Linked DNA regions of Ovis aries: all the other regions are linked to region 3. A link is a contact called in public Hi-C data. All regions are on one chromosome and are shown on one strand. The core of a region is the stretch at or near the end of the contact, and the rest is flanking DNA. Distances in the headings are between cores, read along the strand shown.

What was found. A called contact is a pair of places that touch in the nucleus more often than the background predicts.
Region 1: a contact with region 3 is called in a Hi-C map of liver, with 4 times the contacts expected there. The contact joins two enhancer-like sites. A contact is called at or near these places in 2 of 16 Hi-C or Micro-C datasets (liver and mixed tissues).
Region 2: a contact with region 3 is called in a Hi-C map of mixed tissues, with 4 times the contacts expected there. The contact joins two enhancer-like sites. A contact is called at or near these places in 3 of 16 Hi-C or Micro-C datasets (liver, mixed tissues and skin fibroblasts).

What each region holds. Positions count from the first base shown.
Region 1 is chr3:128,818,875-128,823,219 of ARS-UI_Ramb_v3.0, forward strand. No RefSeq gene overlaps it. Among named protein-coding and RNA genes, the nearest start is that of PLEKHG7, 260 kb to the right of the region's middle. Within about 2 kb of position 2,172, at least 3 of the 54 cell types and tissues checked have an H3K27ac peak or open chromatin away from gene starts, as enhancers often do. A contact at or near this core is called in liver, where this site is marked.
Region 2 is chr3:128,938,071-128,942,564 of ARS-UI_Ramb_v3.0, forward strand. No RefSeq gene overlaps it. Among named protein-coding and RNA genes, the nearest start is that of PLEKHG7, 140 kb to the right of the region's middle. Within about 2 kb of position 2,676, at least 16 of the 54 cell types and tissues checked have an H3K27ac peak or open chromatin away from gene starts, as enhancers often do.
Region 3 is chr3:128,468,833-128,473,267 of ARS-UI_Ramb_v3.0, forward strand. It overlaps LOC121819090 (a long non-coding RNA gene), which reads right to left. Exons shown (of 5, transcript XR_009600206.1): 4 at 1-4,435. Among named protein-coding and RNA genes, the nearest start is that of BTG1, 68 kb to the right of the region's middle. Within about 2 kb of position 1,754, at least 19 of the 54 cell types and tissues checked have an H3K27ac peak or open chromatin away from gene starts, as enhancers often do. A contact at or near this core is called in liver, where this site is marked.

The sequences.
Region 1 (4,345 bases), core at 922-3,421, 350 kb after region 3:
AGTTCACAGGGTACCTCCTTGAAACTTTGCAAATGTGGAAAACAACATTATGGTAGGCCTGCCTTAGAGATGTGATCATTTCAGGGTTTCTCCATATCCTAAACATCCCAGTTTGTTTTTAATCCATTTTAGACACATTTAGGAATTCCTGGCAGGGGTCATGTTAATGACATTAAATAAACACAGGTTTTATAGCCAGAGACCTGGGTGAGCTTGGGATATTCATTAACATCTCAGAGCCTCCATATTCTCAGCTGCAAAGGAGGTATAAGACTTGCTTTGAAGCGTGGTCATGAGTATAAAAAAAGGAAAACAAGATTTCAATGTAAAAGGTTTCAGTTTAACAGTAGCAATAGAGGGGGAGACCCAGAAGGAAGAACCTATTATGTCTAAATTTTCTTTCTGGTAAATGTTCCTTCTATTCTCCTCAACCTCGTGGCACATGTTACCAGCATTTGGGGCAACTAATGAGTAGTCTGGGGAAGGCCATGACACCCCACTCCAGTACTCTTGCCTGGAAAATCCCATGGATGGAGGAGCCTGGTAGGCTGCAGTCCACGGGGTCGCAAAGAGTTGGACACGACTGAGCGACTTCACTTTCACTTTTCACTTTCATGCATTGGAGAAGGAAATGGCAACCCACTCCAGTGTTCTTGCCTGGAAAATCCCAGGGATGGGGAAGCCTGGTGGGCTGCCATCTATGGGGTCGCACAGAGTCAGACACGACTGAAGTGACTTAGCAGCAGCAGCAGCAGCAGCAATGAGTAGTTGGTAACTCTCCCTTAGGAGAGGACCACTGGATGACGCTGTATTGGTCTCAGCCACAGTAAACCTTTTGCCCAGAGAGAATGTAAAGTCTACTAGCAGAAAGCTGGTGCTCTCTTACTGGCCTTTATCAAGGACCTGATTCCCTTCAACAAAATGAGTAGTAGTTGTTGAAAAAAGCCTATGTGCATTTATGTAGTGAGAGGTGTTTTATGGGATGAGGTGAGTAATGAAAAAGTAATCATTACCATAATTTTATAACCTAGACATAAAGAAGTGGAGAAGGACCAGAGTTCTTAAATATTTGCCATTTAATATCTTCAGGCAAGTCAATATATTGTCTTATAAATCAGCAAGCAGTAGCCTGGGGTTAGAGGCTGGAAGGTTTAGAGGAGGAAGGAACCTTAGATGTCACATAACACTATCTGCCTTTCACAAAGAGGATCAAACACAGGACCACAGAGGGCCAGGGAACATGCCAAGGTTAGGCACTGCCACTTGTTTTGACTACCTCTAGAGAGATTCTTAGCTTCCCTGGTGGCTCAGATGGGAAAGAATCTTCCTGCAATGCAGAAGGCCTGGGTTCAATCCTGGGTCAGGAAGATCCCTTAGAGAGGGAAATGGCAACCCACTCTTGTATTCTTGCCTGGAGAATTCCATGGACAGAGGAGCCTGGCAGGCTACAGTCCATGGGGTTGCAAAGAGTCAGACATGACTGAGTGACTAACACACACACACACACACACACACACACACACACACACACACACACACATACACACTGCCTCTCTCTGGAAAGTGAGTTAAGAGTTACCAACCGAATTCTGAAATAAGGTCAGTTATAAAAGCCTGTGGTGGCCACCTTTTCTTTCATTATTTAGAAAAGGCTCATCTGAACTTGTTATCAGGAGACACAGACTGAGAGAAGGAACATATTTTTTCACATGTCAGGAAGCCAGGAGTCATAGAACATCCACATCTAGAGAAAGGTGAGATTAAAAAATCACTGTGAAATACAGACTGTTCACGAGCTGTTTCTGAAATGCAGGCTTTGTGAGAAAGAACCAAAGGCAACAGAGAGCACAATCCATAACCACGTGCTCTTGGTGTGGATGTGCTGGACGGAATGTCCATGTGGTTGGATCACAGAAATGATCCACTGGAAAGAAGGTTGCACTGTTTCTCAAAGGCAGACAGGGAGGAAAGCAACATTTGTTGAGCTTCCCTTAGCCCTGAAAGTGCTTACAAACAGCAAGGTCAGTATTTGAACCTAGGTTCAGCTAAGTTTAAAGTCCAGGTTATTTCCCAGCAAGCCAAAGAAATGTCCCAACTCCAGCCTCCTCCTGCAGTGTGGACAAGCAAGTATCTCTTCCAGCAGGTGATTATAGTTTCCACAGACGGGAATTGTGTACAGGGCTGAGGGGAAGGCCAGCAGCTGCAACGTGCTTGGCACAAAGGCTGGAACTGCAGGAACTATTCCAGACGAACTAGTCATCACAGCTGACTGGTAAGGGAAGTTGACTTTAGGGAATCAATATCTGCAAGCATCTTCATTGCACCATTATGTAGACAGACTAAACTGATTGGTTAAACTAATAGTTAAGATCAGACTTTGTTTTGGAACTTAAAAGTTTATTAAGATGAGAGAGAAGAAGCTTCCTGAAACACAGACTGTCAATAGTCAAGAGGGAGACTGTGGGAGTGGGAATTCCGCTTAAAATGGGAAACCAAATATTACAAGACTAAAATTTTGATGACTTATTATAGAAAGTAAAACCAAAATCCCATGTTATGAAAGTAATGAATTCATAGGTCATTCTTTAAAATAAAAACAGTCCAAACTTTATACCTAAACACTCTTCCATCTTGTAGAATCACTGAAAGATTCCAAGTGTTCTCTTTCATCTTCCCTCTTCTGAAAAAGGGCACACACTTTCACAAATACGTGCACTACGAGTCCAGAAGTGGACAGCATTGTGTTCTCACTGTCCAAGGCTACTTCATGGTGCTGGGCACACACAAATAGGCGTTTCTTTAAAATCAAAACACACACCAACCATCCACAGAAGGTTCCTTCTACCTGCTATCTCCTGGTCCACTGGCAAGACCTGAAGGAGAAACCTCTCTTCTTGGATTGAGACTCTGGAGCTCTTGTCCATCCTTCCATATTTTCAAGTAACTCCCCTCCACAGAGAATCATCTGATCAGGAAGGTTCACTGGCCATGTAAGAGGTGACATTTACCCATTGTAATATAGGTGGCTTGGGACTTAGTTCTCCTAAACGTCAGTGTCCTCATCTATAAAACTTGTTAAGATAAAGGCTCCTTCATAAGCCTAATCCTGCATATTATGTGGGAAAATATATAAAGCACTGAGCACATACTATGAGCCACAAAACATGTCCAGGGATGCTCAACATCTTGCTGTGCAGGCTCGCCTTCAAGCTACTAGGGTACCTTGACTTATAGCCTCTGGACTTAAGGGAAAGCTAAGTCTCTTCTGGAGAGAGTCCATGTGTCTTGTATTTCTATCCTGTGTAGGGAGAATTTAATTGCTTCTCAGTCTCCTACATGTTAAGTTGGTTGTTCCCTTCTGATTTCCAGCCCAGAATCTCTTGCATTAGCCTCTCTTCCCAAATTCTATTCAGGTCAGATTGCATGGTTGGTTTTGTCTTTTAGCACCTGCTATTAATTAATTCAAAATTTCCCAGGTTTTCTTTCAGCCCTTATTGTGTTTCCTCAGACACCTCTCTTAGAATGTATCTTTTGTCCCCAAACACCTGGGACCCATATCAATTCTATTTTCCACAGTTTCTTACTCTGAGCAACTGCACTGCACATAAATGAGCTTCTAAACATAAGTGAAAGGGAGGTTGAGATATGTATATACTAATTATTCATTCATTCTTCACAAATGACTTATTGGGCACCTCCTAGTATTTGGCGTTTTTAAATATCAGAAGACATGTCTCTTAATATAAAATAATTCCAGTCCTCAAGAAACTTAATCTGGGAGAAGATAAACACAAAGCTTTTAATATAATATGTCATAAGGTCTACAATAAATCAGTGGTTCTCAACACTGGCTGCACATTAGAATTGCCCGGTTTCAGTTTGACTCCAACCTAGACCAGTGGAAACAAAGTCTCTCAGTAGGGTCTGGGTGTTGTGTTTTGATAAATTTCCAGGTGATTCCATTCTGCAGGCAGGTTGGAGAACACTCTAGACAGAGGAAAGCATGGGATGCTTTGAGACCACAAAGAAGAGGTGTGAATACTAACTGATAATTACTAAAAGGCTACTAAGCAAAGATGACACCTTTGCTGAATCTTAACAGGTGAGTTGTCCAGGTGAAGCTGTAGAAAAGCCATTCCCAGCACAGGGGAACAAGAAGAGTTCATAGAATTGCAAATAATTCTTGGTAGAGTTTGGAGAGGGCTAAAGTGTTTGGACATTCTTTGGTAGATAAAGGACAACCATCAAATGGCCATTAGCAAGACAATTGTATGATTAATCGTAGGTACTTCTGAAGGACCAAGACATCAACTGGGGAGGAAATTGTACTTTCATTGCAATTCTG
Region 2 (4,494 bases), core at 1,426-3,925, 470 kb after region 3:
GCATATATATATAAATATATATATATAAAGAAGTGAGCTTAGAGTAAAATAAAAGAGGAGTAGGTGGTGTAGGAAGAGAGATGGAGATAAACTGCCCAGAAGAACCACTGAGATGCTCAGAATTCTGAAAATTCAGACACACTAGGGGTTGGAATGACACATACGACTGAAATATGGGGAAAACAGATTAAAATTGTATTTATGACACAGCTGATTTCATTACTATGTAAATCAGAAACCCAGGCATGGTGTTTGCCTTACTCTGAAATGTGAACAGAAAACCAAAAACTCCCATACATCTAAATAAATCCCTAATGTGAGATATGCTCACCAAAAAAAAAAAACCCAACCAAACAGGAAATACTGATTCCAAAATGAAAAGAGATAATGTGAAGAACAGAAATTGTTATAGACACACTAACATCCTTAGAAAGATTGAAGAATACATTGCATCCATAAGACAAGAACAATATACTATGAAAAAAGAACAAACAGATTAAGAAGGAAACTTGATTTAAAGAATATGATTGTCAAAGGAAAAAGAAATTTTAGAATACAGGATTGAGAAATTCTCCCAGAAAACAAAATTTTTAAAGGCAAAAGGATTGAATCAGGAGAACTAATAGGCAATTAACAGGAGTTATGGAAAGTAAGTAGCAAAAATGGAAGGGAGAAAAAATGGAAGGGATTAATATAGGAGCATTTTGGATAGCAGAAAGACTAAAATTTCAGATTGGAACTGCCCACCAGTAACTGTTAAAAAAGCCTCTGTTGATAACTTTTCCTGAAAGAAAAAAAGCAGAAAGAAAAAGCAGATCATCAAAGAATCAGAATCAAGCGGGCACAAAACTTCACATCAGCAATACAGATGACCAAGAAAAAGAGACACTGCCTTTAAAATTCTGCGTAATTTCATATTTTCTGTATCTCATTAAATTATTACTCAAGTGTGAACTTAGATCTCACTTGCAGGTGCTGATTTTCATATATTCAAAGAATCAAAAAAGTTGCATCTCACATATCCTTTCTTAGGGAATTTTGGTCAGTATGTACTGCATCAGAAAGAAGTCCATGAAGAAAGCAAAAGACTCACATTCCAGAAATGATGAAACAAAGAAAAATAACACCAGGATGATTCCCGTTAGCCAGCCTACATAACAAGTACTGATTAAGGGTAGCAAGATGAAGAGCTTCAAAAGAAAGTAGTTTCTGGAGAAACTTAACAGAATCCCCGAATGGACCCCCCACCCAAAAAAAGCAAACACAAGAAAGGCAAATACCACAGAAAAAAAGAAAAAGACAATTAGAAACTCCAGAAAAATTAAAAATTGTGTAAGAAGTATAATAATAATATACTATGTGATACTGTAATAAACAAGCTTGAGTCTCAATATAAGCACGACTTACCGGCTTACAATTTTAGAATCAACCTATAGACAAAGATGGTAGAATGATGATGAAAGGCAAACGTTTAACAGTCTTGATATTGTAGAGGTACAGATTACAAGAGGTACAGATTGGGAGGGAGAAGTGGGAGAGAAGAACTGAAAAGACAGGGACACAAAATACACTGTCTCTTGTTAAAAGAATAAGCGTCTCACTTAAAGTTGCAAAAGGAGTAAGTATTGTGTCTAGAAGCGCATAGGTAACCAATAAAGATCTAAAGTCGAGATATGCGTAAACTAGGTATTGAATGACTTAATCAAGTTACATTCTCATGAATCAGCACAGAAAGACAATACATAATACCCGAAACTAATAACCCAAGATTTAGCAGTATACGGATATTGCTTAAAGATATGGAGGTAAATAACCAAAAGAACCCGTTATAAAAGGTAAAAGTTGCATCTGAGAAAAGACTGAAAACAAGAAAGAGTAGGCAGAGAACTACTGCTTTTTAGTGCAAGGGTTTTTATCTTTTTTGTTGTTGTTATCATGTGTGGTTTTTGTTTCAATAAAAATGTTTAAATTATTAATGTAAAAATACAAACATAGAAATTTTACTAAGAAATGTGTGATCCACTACTATACAAAAGTTGATCAAAGTTCTGTGAATATTAAGGGATAAAGTCTTCTACAATATTTTTAATTATATTTAATGCTGAGCTTGATTTTAGAGTGGGAAGATGATCACTTTATTTTAATAAATAGGCGCTAACCCACCCTCAAGTGTTCCGAACTCAGCAAGATGTCAAGTATCTTCAAATATCCCCTCCATTTGGAGACATCTGTGCTCATTGATTTACAATGCGCACAGGCTGCCTGATTATTTTATTATGTCATTTGCTACTGCAGGAATTATTCATTATCATTCACCAGTAAGCTGAGAACACATGGGGCTGATATCTTGATTCAGAACCCTAAACCTAAAAGGGATATAAGTACTTGGTAAATTTAGAAGGAGATTCTACTCTGTAACTATGAACCTTCTTCATCTACCTTTCATAGACATTTACCACCAGGAACCACAGGTCCATTTTGCATATGTCCTTTGTGAGCAGCAGAGAACAAAGGTAATTTCCTGCAAAACGATGCTGCAACATGATCGTTGCTGTCTATTATCGTGCCAGAACTTGCCTATTGAATATTGTCCCTGACTATTATTCAGAAATTGTTTCTTTGGATGGGTAAGACAAAGATGGGAAGTCCACTTAAACGCTCAAACAGTACCCTCTGCTGGTTGAGTCTGAGCTGAAGATTTGACTTGTAACAGGGCTTAGTCACACTGACAACATGGGGAAAGAATGGATGTCAAGGCAAACACCAAAATCAACTAATTTTAGTTACAAATAAGGAAACTGACATTGAGGCATCATATCACATGTATGATGCATATGTACTTTATTAAATCCTTTGCTCTTGCAAAAAATTATTAATGAGGGATGTTGGGTATTACATTCAAATTCTCTGCTTTACAAAATGATTCATCACAAGTTCCCTCAGTGAGTTTCTCTAGTGTTCTGAATGTGTGGTGTGATTTACACTCTGACTGTGGGAATGTGTTAATTGTATAAAGTAAAGTGGTTTCTTGTATCACAGCCCAGGACTCTTAAACCATACCAGAGATGTCTGCATTACTTGACATGTTTATAAATGTTTAAGAAAAGTTCAGAATTAATTTGTGCTGTCTGGCTAAGGAGCAGTGGTTTGGAGATGCCAAGTTAAATTTATCTGACCAAGGAAGGAACGAGTAACATATATTTCTGGGACAAGGGCTATCTTATGATCTATCATGCTTAATAAATTGAGTAGCAATTAAAAACAGGTACTGTCCTACATTTAGAAATGTAGACCAGCATTTTTTATATCTGTGACTAAAAATCAATTTATATTCAGCTCTCCATGCCTATTATGGTGGGGAGTTCACAGTGTCTAAGGCATGTCTTAGTCTCACTAAGCATTTGCAGTTGAGGAGAAAGTCGACATATTTTAGGCCATTAACGTGGTACGTACTACTAGCCTTTATTCTGTTTCCACCAAAATAGGAGTGGAAGGGGGACTTAAGTGCCCACATTTACCAAGAAATACGGTACATGCTGAGTTTGAGGGAAAGCACATGGTTCTCTTGGTCTAACTTTCATTTATTATTGAGACAGGGATACAAAGAAAGAATTCTCCAGTATAAGAACTGCAACAGTGCAAATATGATGACAGATGGTAACTGAAGCTTGCTTCAGCATTGGGGAGACAAGAATGAGCAGAAGAGACTGGTGAAATGGACAGTGTACGCCCCACCTAAACTGGTCACACACTCAGCGCTTGTCACTGGTGCCATGAAGCCCTGAGGGCCGAGGGTTGTCAGACCTTATGCTTTTCTGAAAGGAGCTTGAAGTCAGAATATTTATGCAACATTTCCTCTTGAAGGCTTAAAATTTTCCAGAAGAGTCTGTGAGCCAAAACAAACATCTATAACCTAAATTTATCCCCCAGGCCAGCAGCGTCTACTGACCACAGACTAAAAGTTCTTTCCTTCTGTTTCAGGCCTTTGCACATGCCCTTCATTCTGCCAGGAATTTTCTTCTCCCAGGTCCCTCCCCTTCCTCCCAGTTAACTACAGTCATCCTCCTGGTATTTACTCAGTCACCATTGCTTCCAAACAGATTTTCCTGATCTGATAAATTAGGTTAGGTCCCCTTGTGATGTACTCATCCATCTTTCTATGCCTTTCCGTCATAGCACACAGCATAGTTTGTTCTTAGACGCTCGTTTGTGTAATTACTTGATTTTTTTTCCTCCCTCACCATGATGGCAGAGGCCATGCCTCTTTTGTTTAGGAGTCTATTGCTCATCCTAAAATAAGCAGTGGTAAGTAGTTGCTGAATAAACAGGTAATGACTTTAAAGTAATTCTTCATAAGTGTACTTGGAACCACTCATCTACAGTTAACACCACATGATCCCTTAGATTCCAGCTTTGGAGACACAAAGGTATGGATCTGAACCTCCAAGGAGTTCATTGGTTGTCTGTGTCATGTAGTTGGTGAAGCTCTGTGAG
Region 3 (4,435 bases), core at 504-3,003:
TAGTGTCTGGATTTAAAAGTGGAATTCAACAAGTTACCATCAATAAAAGGATAGTTGCCCAACAAGTCAAGGTTGGTGTGAGTCATCTAAATCAAGGGCAACGGCCTTCATCATTAGCCTCTTCCGTCACTTATTTGCTCAACAAGGAACCATTGAGCAACTGTTGCACGGTGGTGGCCCGGACAGCCTCTGAGTGTTTGATAACTTGGGGTGGCTATCAATTCACATCACCTGGAGCACTTTGACCTCTCATTCTGAAACTGGGTGGGAAAACGATCTGGCCTTACTTTGACATTGTTGGACAAGCGTCTGATCATTCCTGAGAAAAGACAGCTTCCAGTGACATAGCCATGTTACCAACTGCTCAGTGGAACTAAACAGTGAAAGTGAGCAAAGTTAGGGACACAGGCTTCACCTGGCAGCCCACCACTGGCACTGAACAATTTCTTCACTGGTGTTTTAGAGAGAAGTCAGGGGTCCTCGGTTCTTCTTCTATTTTTGTATCTAGCTTAAGCATTCTTTGACCTCCGGTCTCGATGCAGCATTGCCAAGCACCAGAGCATGGACAACAATGCCTGATGCTCAAACACACTCCTTCTCTCCTGCTCCCTCCATTCGTCCCCATTCTCTTCCAAAACCCACTGTATGTGATCCCTTACTAAGGTCACAGCATCAAAACAGTGACTGGGATTCAGATAAAGCTGCAGAAAGTCACTAATCAGTTTTATCTATCGAGTAAGTAAACACCACTGAGAAAACCGAGAGCCTTGGTCCACTCTTCTGGATCTGAAATGAGGTCCTGAACCCGTAAACACACAAATGGAGAAAGTGCTTCTGTGTCTCACGGCTCCATCTGTCCAAGAGCCAGGACGTTCGATCACACACGTGTTTTCACAGGCCCCTGGCTTTCTCCTCTCATCCTTCTTTTGGCTGCCTCTCACGCCGTTTCTGGCAAACAACACGTTGGAGAGGCCTGGATAAGTTTCCATCCAGTCACTCCCCTTGGTTAATTATTAACAGCTCTGGCGAAAGTTGCTGGTGGAGCCGCTGGAAACAACTATTTGGAAAGAGCTTTTTCATTTAACCGTAGAGCTCATTCTTCTGGGGATTTCCAAAATCATGTGCTTCTTAGCTGAGGTAACACAGGCAAAGGTAAAACATCCAGCTAAGAAATGATGTCAAGTCCCTCTTCTGGGACTAATTAGCTGAGTAATCCCGGCCTAAGGAGGAAAGGTAGCTCACAAGGTGACACATTAGGAACGCAGACCGTGCTCTCTCATTAAAGGCCCATAACAACCCATCACCTACAGTGTTCACCTATTAGTATCTCCATTTACAAAGTTAGAGACACCGACCCAAGGTCCCAAAACTTTGCGTTAAAGCATACAGCCCCATGCATTTAATTTACCCGAGTGTCAGTTTCCTCGCCTAAGTAAGGCAAGATGGTTGAAGTGGTTGCTCTAATAATAAAGTCCTTCTAACTCTGTAAGCCCAGCAGGCAACGGACAATTTCTCTCTTAAAATTTCCACATACCTTCTCCCCTCTCAGCCTTAATTTCCTAGTAAGTTTTGTGGGCAAGTTAACAAAATGGTATTCCAAGCATAAGGATGCTAAAGCAGCCAATTCACCCACTAGTCGTCAATAGATCTCGGCCCCTTTTGCTCCTGAAGCTATTGCTTCACCCTTGTTTACATTGCTCAGTTCTGTCAGTTTAGAGCACATTAAAAAGCAGAACTGGGCTGGCTGGTTTACGTTGGTGGTGAACTTTGTGCCTCAACTGTATCGTAACCCCAGAGTTTACTCAACCCCACCTGGCAGCTCGGCTCCTTGAGATAAAGCAGGTTTTCTCTGGGGGAAACCAGTAGGGGTTTATCTTTTTCCTCTACTGCCGGCAGACAGCTGGTTGGGCATCTAAGAGACGATCACCTACCAGTGGAGGGTAATAAAACACACGTGCACACGCGCACGTACACACAAAACCAAACAGACAACAGAAAAAAAAAAAGATAAAAGAAATCTTTTACATCAGAGGAATGAAAATGAATACCTTGTTTGGGTAGCCTTGTTTCAGACCAAAGCAAGGTCTTCTTTTGGGAAACCATACTTTCTGTGTGTGTGTGTCTGTCTGTCTGTCTGCACGCAGATGCATGCGTGTGCTTTAGAATTATGTGAATGCCTGCATGGGACGGAGATGGGGAATTGTGAGTGAAAGAACAGCTAGCAAGAATCTAAAAGCAGTTCTTACTTGCTGAAGTACTATATGGTTTGGATCAATTTCTCATACTTGAAATGGAAAATTTCATTCCATTCATCTTTTCCAAAACCATACACAGTCGTTCCCTTGGAGAAAGTTACACTGCTAGTAACAAAGCAATATGCAATCTTATTTAGGAGAACATAAACACAAGACAGGTGGAAAAGAACAGCCTTTGCACTGGTGAGTTGTGACGGTGAGCAACAGGCAACGTTCACGCACAGCCCCGAAACTTCCGTATCGAAGTTCGGTACAGAAGAAGAAAATGGATTTTTCCACCTCCAGTCAATCCAAGTGTTATAAGCTGAATGGTTCTCTCCCAAAGATGTTGAGGTCCTAACCTCCAATACCTGTGAATGTAACCTTATTTGGAAACATGGGGCCGCAGATGATCACGTTAAGGTGAGGTCATGAGGTGGGGCCCTACTCCAATATGACTGTGCCCTCGTGAAAGAGGAGAAATGTGGATACAGAGACAAGGCGGCCCACAGGGCGACAGTTATGTGACTATGAAGGCAGAATTCAGGATGAAGCATGCCTAAGCCCAGGAAGACTATATATGACCAGCAAATCCTCAGAAACCAGGAGGCAGGAGGGGAACAGATTCTCTCACACAGCCTTTGCTGCTGTTGTTGTTTAGTTGCTAAATCATGTCCAACTCTGCGACCCCATGGACTGTGGCCCGCCAGGCTCTTCTGTCCATGGGATTTATTAGGCAAGAATACTGGAGTAAGTTGTCATTTCCTTCTCCAGGGGATCTTCCCAACCCGAGGATCAAACCAGCATCTCCTGCATTGGCAGGCAGATTCTTTACTCAGCCACCGGAGAAGCCCCACCGCTCTTAGAAGAAGTCAACCCTGTTGGCACCTTCAGCTTGGACTCTAGTCTCCAGGTCTGTTGTTTAAACCAACTACTCTCTTATGGCAGTCCTAGCAAATAAATACACTTGGATTTTCTCAAGGTCACCTCCTGCAACCACACATCTTTCCTCTCACTCCTTTATTCACATGGCATCTTCAAAGGATAGAGAAATATTTGAGAATAGGTTTTCCCTCCATCTTCTCCTCCTCCTTGAACCCTGCTGCTGCTGCTAAGTCGCTTCAGTCATGTCCGACCCTGTGCGACCGCAAAAACGGCAGCCCACCAGGCTCCCCCATCCCTGGGATTCTCCAGGCAAGAATACTGGAGTGGGTTGCCATTTCCTTCTCCATCCTTGAATCCAGTCTTTCCTAATTTCCAAAGAGGTGTTCACAAGAAACTTCCAACATAACAGTAAGTGGCTAATTCTACCCAAGAGCCAAGTAGAAAGAAAGTTAAAGAAGAACTATTTTAACTATTTAAAAATAAAGAATAACTTTATTTTTTGATTAATTTTGTTGGAGTATAGTTGCTCTACAATGTTGAGTTAGTTTCTACAAGAATAACTATTGACCTAGGAGCGTTTCTCCCCCAAAGGCTTGCACTAAGGACTTTTATGCCTGGATGATCCAGCAGCAGTTGAAGAAGAGAAAAACAGAATTTGGCTCTAAAGGGTCCTTCAATTCAAGCCTGGTATCAAAGAACCTAACTAGACTCAGATATTCTGTTAGGGATACACACTTCAAGATTGCAGCACTGCTTTTAAGTAACTTATTTGAGCTATACATCCATTGAGACAAGTTGGGTTTCTTTGTTGTGTTGCTGTTGTTTCCTCCTAGAGAGTAGTGGATGGAGCCAATACTTTGTCTCAGGTTGGAGTAAACTGTTGCCTAAAAAAAAAAAACCTAGGCAAAGGACTGGCATTTGGAAGAAAAGATATTAGAATTAATTTAGAAAGGGGAGTGGATTCAAGCAGCTGAGAGGTGAACAGATGGCAGTGCATGCTGGGAGTTCCTGGCAAGGAGTCAATCACTAGGAGGGGTGGTTGAATAAAACACTTTTGTATCCAGGTTGCAGGAGAAACAGGAAGCTGAGACTGGATTTGGCAGCTTCTAATGCAAAATTTATTAAAGGGGAATGAATTTGATGATAAACAAACGACAATTTATTTTTCATATCTCTGCTCAATTTCCTCGGAGAAATTTCCTGTTAAGGGTTGAGCCTCCTAAATCACTATTCTAAGAGAGTAAGAGATACAAATATGACAATGAGGTTTCAACTTATCCATATCAATAAGCTTCGAAAAGATGGCAGAATCTAAG